Regions from separate parts of the Mus musculus genome. Here all the other regions are linked to region 3. The links are chromatin contacts, called in public Hi-C maps. All regions are on one chromosome and are shown on one strand. Each heading gives the region's core, a stretch centred on a gene start, on an enhancer-like site or on the middle of the called end of the contact. The rest is flanking DNA. Distances are from core to core; before and after follow the strand shown. Region 1 holds the start of Ier3 (immediate early response 3). Region 2 holds the start of Ppp1r10 (protein phosphatase 1, regulatory subunit 10). Region 3 holds the start of D330041H03Rik (RIKEN cDNA D330041H03 gene).

Region 1 (2,700 bases), core at 136-2,635, about 11 Mb after region 3:
TCAGGACATCAGACTGAGCCATCTCACCCAAATTGTTTGTTTTAAGATATCTCTCTTACTCTCTCTCTCTTTTTTTTTTCTTTTTTTTCTTTTTTAGTTTTTCGAGACAGGGTTTCTCTGTATAGCCCTGGCTGTCCTGGAACTCACTCTGTAGACCAGGCTGGCCTCAAACTCAGAAATCCACCTGCCTCTGCCTCACAAGTGCTGGGATTAAAGGCATGCACCACCACGCCCAGCGATATGTCTCATTTTTACTTTATGCATATGAGTCTTTTGTCTTTGAGTATGTATGTGTACCACATGCATGTAGATGCCTACAGAGATCAAAAAGGGAAAAGGGCATCAGATCTCCTGGGACTGGATGCGAGATGCCACTTGAGTTCTGGAAACTGATTCCAGGTCCTCTGCAAAAGCAGCAGTGTTCTTAAGAACTGTGCCACCAGTGTCTCCCCCCCCCCCCCTTCTATGTTATGGTTTTGGTTTGTTTGTTTGTTTGTCGTTTGAAACTGGAGCTTGCTTTGCTGTGTCTTCCTGCCTCCGCTTGGCAGGCTGGGAAGAGGGCTGAAGTTTCATGTTGTGATGGGTAGTTTCCACCACACTTTCACTCGGACTGTTAGAGGTGCTCAGAAATGTTGACTTCTGTGTTCAGGGAAAGCGGTCTCTCAAGCATTACGGGGATCCCGTGGGTTCCTAATGGTGCTATTGACGACGGGCACAAAGTCTCATAATTTTAGAAACTTCACTTATTTTGTGACCCACCTAGTATGGGGCAAAGGCAGGAGCTTCGGACTTCCTGTCTTCCCTCTATCCCTTTGAATAGCGTCTCGGGAGTGTCCCTAAGTAACCATTGCAGTTTTGTGTCCGTGTGCTCTGTTGAAATCTCTGTGATGTGTGTATGGTTTTCACGTGAACGGAGGCAGGCAGAGCCCGGTCTGTGGGTTCTAGTGTGTTCTTTATCTTCTTGGAAGTTTGTGCAATGACTTCCCTCCTGTTTCCTGCGCATACCTCCAAGTAAGTACGTGAATGTGTTTTCTGTGGTCCCTTGATCTTGCTGGACTTCACTAAGGAGGGTGGCTGGACCATCTGCTACGTGTCTGAGAGCCCCTCTCTAGCTACCTCATGTCCGGACGTGAGCTTACTCCCAATGTTTTTACCCACAAGCATTCACTACTCCCAGGAAAGAACGTGCACTGGGGCACCTAGAGAATAACCAATCAAGGCTCCGCCTACATTTTGCTTCCTCCTTGGAATTTCCAGCCCCTTGCAGCCAACTGCTCCCCAGCTGCGAAGGGCGGAGTTCCCCCCGGCCCGGCCCCTTCTTTGGCTCTATAAGTAGCTCTGCTTTGCGGGGGATTTGCACTCCTCTACACTCTCTGCACAACGTCTAAATTATGTGCCACTCGCGCAACCATCTCCACACCATGACTGGCCTGAGGGCCCCTTCTCCAGCTCCCTCCACCGGCCCGGAACTCCGGCGGGGCTCTGGTCCCGAAATTTTCACCTTCGACCCTCTCCCGGAGCGGGCCGTGGTGTCCACCGCGCGTTTGAACACTTCTCGCGGGCACCGAAAACGCAGCCGAAGGGTGCTCTACCCTCGAGTGGTGAGTATCGCCCGAGTGGGCATCAGGAGGTCGCGTCGCCCTGGAACTTGTAGGTAACAACTAGGCGCAGGGACCTTCGATCTGACGTTTCCCTCTTTTATCTGCTCAGGTCCGGCGCCAGCTACCAACCGAGGAACCCAACATTGCCAAGAGGGTCCTCTTTCTCCTGTTCGCCATCATCTTCTGCCAGATTTTGATGGCTGAAGAGGGTGTGTCGCAGCCCCTGGCTCCGGAGGATGCTACCAGCGCCGTGACACCTGAGCCCATTTCTGCGCCCATTACTGCGCCCCCGGTCCTCGAGCCTTTGAACCTGACCTCGGAGTCCTCGGACTATGCGCTGGATCTTAAAGCTTTTCTCCAGCAACATCCGGCGGCCTTCTAAACGCGATGGGTCACAGTCCGAAGAAACAAAGGCACCATGGATGGGTACCTGGTGCGAGAGAACGTATCCCAAACTGGGATTTCTAAGGCAACGCTAACTCAGAACACTACCGCCAAGAGACACCGCGGGTCCTGGCTAGGCCCACTGGGGACGGACAGAGACTTTCTCCGTGTCTAATTAATATTTATGTATTTATGTATATCCTCCTAGGTGAAGGAGGGGTGTATGTAATATTTATTCTAACTTATGCAGGGGTGCGAGATATGCCTCCCTGCTGTAACACAGATATTTATTACGATTTATAGGGTCGGTAAGACAGAGTTGTGGGAGGGAGGACCCGGGTGGTAGGACTCCCAGCTTGGGGATTAGTCTGGGGGGGGTGTAATAAGATTAGGGGTAACACTCCGTCTTCCAGCACTTCAACTCTGTAGTCTGTTGTAAGGCTTTGGAAGACCCTTGGGAATCCGGCCTTTGATGTCTTCTGGTTGCTTCTCAGGGGCAGCTGCAGGAGTCTTGGGTCCATGGATTGTCAGAGGGCGGCTGTCTGGGGTCGCCTAGTATGTATGTTCTGTGAACACGAATAAACTTGATTTGCCTGTCATTATTATCTGCAGTTCTCGAAGTGTATCATTCAAGCGGGGGGGAGGGGGGAGTGGCGGGAGGATGTGACTAGGTGCCCAGTCCTCACCCTTTCTTGGGTCCTGAACTCTTTCTTGG
Region 2 (2,700 bases), core at 41-2,540, about 12 Mb after region 3:
CTGTCTCCCGAACACCGGGGAAAATCCTTAAAATAGGGTCCTTTGCTAAAAAAAAAACAACAACAACAAAAAAAAACCAAACACGTCCTGGGTGCCACTTCAGGCACCAACGACCTGGTTACAAACTGCCCATTTCCACAGGGGCAACCCCACCATTTAGTTCTTTTGCCTAATGGTAGTCGGGAGACGACGATGATAACCCGTAACCCTGGCTCTGACCCGAACGCTCGGTAGTTAGAAATCGCGCGCCGTAGGGGACGGAGGCTGGTGCAGGGCTGACACGTAGACATGTGGGAAAACCCATGCCCCTTGACTCCTCCTAATGGAAGGAAGATCGAAAGTATAGACACCACGGGGAGGTAGAGAAAACCCCTCCAACGTTTTACCTGAGCTACATAGGAACTTCGTAAGAGTGTAGGAACCAGCTTTAGAAGCGTGTGCCGCAAGGGGGCAGCCATCTTGACGCACACCGGACGTACGGCCTGCCGGAAGAGCGACTGCGCATGCTCGGGACACGCACTAGGGTGGGCCAAGGACACGCCCCGCAATGCGGAAGGCGGCTGCTCACATGTCTAAGGGCGGAAGCGTCAAGGGGCGGGGTCCACAGACGCGAATTTAAACTGCGTCACAATCGAACCAGCCTTCAAAATTGCATTTCTCCCGGACCAGTCACGATGAATCCTAGATTCCATGGTTAGTGTCTAACATGAAAGCAGATTTGATTGCGATTTTAACCAGGGTGCTCCCAGTGCGCATGCGTCGGGCCGTTTCGGCCAACCGAGGGCGACCCCGGGTCGCCGGAGCGGAAGTGGTGGAGGCAGAGGAAAGGGAGGTGCCGGACGCGGCGATCACGCGCTGGCGTAGAGGTGATAGCAAGGAGACGGAAGAGGGGAACCGAGGGAAGGGGGCTTCGGGAAGGTGGAGGAGGGACGTCCAATCCGCGGGCGACCCGGCTCGCACGCTGGCCAATCAGAGTTCGCCTCGCGCACAATGTGTCCCGGCGAGGGCGGTTCTCCATCACGTTAGGGTGCGTTGGGCGGTGGCCGGGTATAAAAGACTCCGCCCGAGCGGGCGGCCGCCATTCTGGGGTTCGTTTAGAGGTAAGTTTGGGTGCTCCGTCGCTTTGGAGGGTAACGTTTTGCCGAGAGCGGGCCGGGGGAACGGGGTGGTTTCGGATTTAATGGGCAGCCACGTTTTTCCCTAATGCGGCTGCGTCCTGCGACAACTTTGAAACGTTTAAAGGCGACCCGTACTGATTACACCTTCCTCCTTTTGTGTTCCTTTTACCCCAGGTTGAATTTTCTCGGAGAAAGACAGGCCGGCCATCAGGAAAACAAACAAGCCTCAGCAACATCTAAACCCTTGAAAGGATCCTGAGAGGGGGGAAAGGGAAATCAGCCACCAGCCCAACCACTCGTGTCTTCTGCCCCTCCCCACCTATCTTGCCCACCCCACCAGCCCACGCTGCTTGGGACTTGAGATCTGTGGCCGAAGGACCGTCACCACATAACTTCAAAAATAATCAACCACCTTCCCTGCCCAAACCTACCCAATCTCACTCATCCAGCATTTCCGTTTTGGAATCCACTCAGACTTTTTTTTTCAACGACCCCCTCTCCCTAAATGGAGTTGGGCGGGGGGGAAATGAAAACTGAGTTGGTCTTTACTTTTTTTAAAAGAGACTTTTTGATCCAATGAGGCCCCACAAGTAACTGAGTTTGGGTCCTGGTTGGTTGCTTTATTTTTTTTCCTCCAAAATTTTACCCCTCCCCCCTGAGCCCGAGGTGCTGACGTCGCAAAAAAATTGGATAGTAAGTGTCGAATTTTCAAAAACCAGCCTTGAACAAGAAATCAACGTTTCCCGTTGTGAAACCAAAAATAATGAGAGGAAGAAATGAGACCATAGAACAAATGTAGAGTACTGGAGAGAAGGACCAATCGGGTCTCTTAAATCTCCATTAAAGGTCCTGTGGGTCTAAACAGTCTTTGTTCTCTCTCCCCTACCACCTGCCTCTTCCCTGCTGTGGAGCAGGCAAGGGAGAGGGTGAAGGGAGGGCCAGCCAGTGAGGATTTTGACGGTTAACCCTTGATAATCCAGCAGATTTCCAGACTGCCAGAGCATAAGCCTTTGCGATAATAAGGAGGAATGGTTACCTTCCTCTGGTTAGCAGTCTTCAAAAGGGTTAATGAGCTCACATACAAAAGATGGTGGATCTTGTGGCCCAGAAGTCCCACTTCTTTGTGTGTGAGACAAGCAGAACGCCTTTCAATTTGCCAGATTAATAAGCAATCTGTACATAAAGATTGCAGGGTAAGGAGATGGGCAGAGAAATATTAGCTGGCTATGTCTTTAAAGTGACTGTTAAATCCTCTCTATTTTAATGTAATTTGCTTGGGATATATTGTGTGGTTAAAATAGGTGGCAATCTAGGAATAAAGATTGCAAGACACTTAAATTTAGGGCAAAAATCATAGTAACAAGTACATACAATAACATTTGGGGAGGTAAAGAATGTCTTGTGATTGTTTCAGCTTGCATAGGTTATTTAAAGGCAAAAGTGATTAACATTTTAACTTGATACTTTTTTAGTGGGTGGTGGATACAGCTAAGAGGGTGGAAAGGTTGGGAAATGTGGAACTCAGGAGTATAATTTTAAAAGCCATTAGTGCATTTGAATGCTATCTTTCTAGAAGATTGTG
Region 3 (2,761 bases), core at 216-2,715:
AGCACTTCCCAGTGTCTTTGTAGGCAGTGCGAGATTTGCTTTTGTGGCTTTTCTCTCACTAGTCCGTCTACCTTTTTGCTGCCATCTTTCACTGACATCAGGGCCCAGCTTCTTCAGCCTTCCAACTAGTGCTGAAGACCAGGAACCCGCCATGATTTCAGCACCAGATTAAGACTACAAGGACATGTAGTTTCTTAGAAAGCTACTGGCTCTCAGCCTTTCTAGTGTGAATAACCCAGACTGGATGATGTAAGTGAGGGTCATCGTTTATTTGTTCCGTTCCACCAGAGAACAGCTAGCATCCACTTACCACTCATGTCTGACCACAGCAGACACAACAGCAATGCAAGAAAATCAGCTTATCCCTAATATCCTATACATTAAATAATCTTAAATCCAACAAGGGTACCAGACCAAACTGTCTAGATCTGCTAACCCCACCCCAAAAAATGAATACCTCAGGAAAGCAGACTTCAGAAGCAGGCTCCTCTTCCTGACTGTCCCACAGGACACACCCAGCTCCTTGGACCGAGATAATCTCTTCTCTCCATCTCTCCGGGATCACCAAAGTGCACATTGGCCACTTTCCTATCTTTCACAGCAATATGTAATCCAAATCTAAGTCACCTTTGTACCTTCCTCCTGAAGCTCACCTTAGCTCTGTTCCTCTTTCTTCGTTCCTGCCTCAAATCTACTTAGATAACCGCGGGGATTGTGTGCATATCCCTTTCTTCCGCAAATAACGGAGCAAGAATGTGCTAGGCAAACCGGGCGGTGGCGCTCGTCTTTAATCCCAGCAGTTGGGAGGCAGAGGCAGGCAGATTTCTGAGTTCTAGGCCAGCCTAGCCTGGTCTACAGAGTGAGTTCCAGGACAGCCAGGGCTACAAAACAAACAAACAAACAAACAAAAGAATGTGTTGGCAAAGTCGGGAGGCGGGGCACTACGGCGGGTGCTACTCTTTAGCCTCGTGCAGAGACCAGATCCTCTATGTCCTTGCTAAGAAGTTACTGACGTAACCCCGGTATAGACTAGCGTGCCTCTTCTTCTCCCAGCGATCCTGAACGCCTTTGCTGTTCCTTCTGCCCCACGCATTCTTGTCAGAAATGTCTCCTGGGAGAAACCTCCTTCAACATTTCCTCAAACTTTTTTCCTTTCTGGCCTCATCGGCCGCCCGCTACACCCAGTCAGCTGTATCCCACCAGCACAGAGACCATATCTATGCAATCACCACTAACTACCAGAGACTTGACCATAGGAACTCACCGTCCGTACCAGCCTGTCCCTTTACTACAATAACGCGGCCTCAGCAGGGTGCCTTAGATCCTAATGACAGCAGAGGCAACCCGAGTAGCTCCATCCACACAGATCCGGTAGGCGCCAAAGAGCACAAACCTCTGGTGCCGGTCAGCCAATCATCGCGCGCTTCAGAATGAGCAAAACAAGTCCAGGAAACTTTAGACCAGTCGGGGAGGGGGGGCGGGGGGGGGGACCGTAGGCGCTACGACGCTCCGCCCACACACAGTTGCTGTCCTTTAGTCCTCCACCGCTAACTTGCATTGGCTGAGTGTGCTTACGTCATCGTCGCGCGACGACGGCTGCGCCTTCCCGCTTCTCACCTCTGACGACAAAGTTGCGCCGGCGTCCTGGTCTGAGAAGAGCGGGAGGAGGTGGCGGCCTTGGGAAGATGTAAGTCGGGGTAGGAATCCGGCTGCATCCGACCTCCGGGGACCTTCTGCCAGGCTTGGCGGGGCGCATCGTGGAGCCGGTTGCGTTCCTCAGTGCGGCAGAGGCCCGCCGGCGAGGAACAGAGCCCGAGGAGAGAGTGTGGTTCAGGTCGGGCGGAGTGGGAGGTGTCGAGGCCGCGGCCCGGAAGTGGTCGAGGCGGTCACCGACGGAAGGGTGATCCCGCACGGTTCGCTCGGCGGCGACCCGCTTTAGCCTGCAGGACTCCAGCAGCTGCGAGCCCTGCCGCTTCTCTTGTTTTCTTGTCAGGCTGGAGACCTAGGCTCGCCACACCGGGCCCGACCTGAGTAGTGAGTGGAGAAAGAGGGTGGGAGGCGAGGTCGATGTCTGTGGCCGGAGCGGACGGTGCAGATTGCGAGCCGGCCTAAAAGGTTGGTTTCCTTTAAAGATCTCTTTCCACGAGTGTCTGTCGGAATCCAGTGTGCAGTTCTCAGTTCTGGGCATTGAGGATCCGTCCTAGGATGGACCGAGCACGGTTACGGAGCTCAGCGGGAGAGGATATGGGAAGGTTATGGTTGATGGTAGAGACGTGGTGGAGGCTTGCTTTCTCTACCTTGTGTTACTTCGTAGGCACTGTGTCTCCGATGTGCTTTTATATGTAGAGAGTGCTTTCAGATTGCCAAGACGCCCTCTGCTCGAGATTTAACCATTTGTTTTCTCCTCTCTCTGACTGTTGGACGCACACCTTTCCGGAGGATGGGAGAGGTGACCAAGGTCCTGAGCTGTTACCTGAGCTTGAGTGAACAGAGACCCTCACCTTTGCTTTCTAGCACTCGACCACACCCAGCAAAGAGTTCGCTTACGCCGCAGTTCATAATTTGTAGACTGCTTAACAATGGGTTCTGCCTGTTTCATAAAGTACATTCCAGCAGGTCGGGGTGCGGGTGCACAAGGGTGATCTCTACCCTTTGTCACTGGTATGAAGCACTTGAATAGTAACCCAAACCCCAAAAGTACATACCAGATTTAAATGACTTAGTATAGAAAACCCACAAGAAATTTAGTAATTTTATGTTG

The links. Hi-C and Micro-C count contacts between places; a contact is called where the count stands out from the background.
Region 1: a contact with region 3 is called in a Hi-C map of B cells, with 5 read pairs. The contact joins the promoter of Ier3 here to the promoter of D330041H03Rik in region 3. A contact is called at or near these places in 2 of 39 promoter capture datasets (cranial neural crest and frontonasal cranial neural crest) and 1 of 484 Hi-C or Micro-C datasets (B cells).
Region 2: a contact with region 3 is called in a Hi-C map of B cells, with 6 read pairs. The contact joins the promoter of Ppp1r10 here to the promoter of D330041H03Rik in region 3. A contact is called at or near these places in 1 of 39 promoter capture datasets (cranial neural crest) and 1 of 484 Hi-C or Micro-C datasets (B cells).

What each region holds. Positions count from the first base shown.
Region 1 is chr17:35,820,328-35,823,027 of GRCm38.p6, forward strand. Ier3 (immediate early response 3) reads left to right here and starts at 1,386. Exons shown (of 2, transcript NM_133662.2): 1 at 1,386-1,601; 2 at 1,711-2,584. The coding sequence starts at 1,392. The coding sequence ends at 1,983.
Region 2 is chr17:35,915,906-35,918,605 of GRCm38.p6, forward strand. Ppp1r10 (protein phosphatase 1, regulatory subunit 10) reads left to right here and starts at 1,291. Exons shown (of 19, transcript NM_001163818.1): 1 at 1,291-1,811. Mrps18b (mitochondrial ribosomal protein S18B) reads right to left here and starts at 535. Exons shown (of 7, transcript NM_025878.2): 1 at 387-535. The coding sequence starts at 458. Mir1894 (microRNA 1894) reads left to right here and starts at 1,984; the gene lies at 1,984-2,064.
Region 3 is chr17:24,413,048-24,415,808 of GRCm38.p6, forward strand. It overlaps D330041H03Rik (RIKEN cDNA D330041H03 gene), which reads right to left and starts at 1,466. Exons shown (of 6, transcript NR_033554.1): 1 at 1,265-1,466; 2 at 654-881. It overlaps Rnps1 (RNA binding protein with serine rich domain 1), which reads left to right and starts at 1,628. Exons shown (of 9, transcript NM_009070.2): 1 at 1,628-1,687; 2 at 1,994-2,115.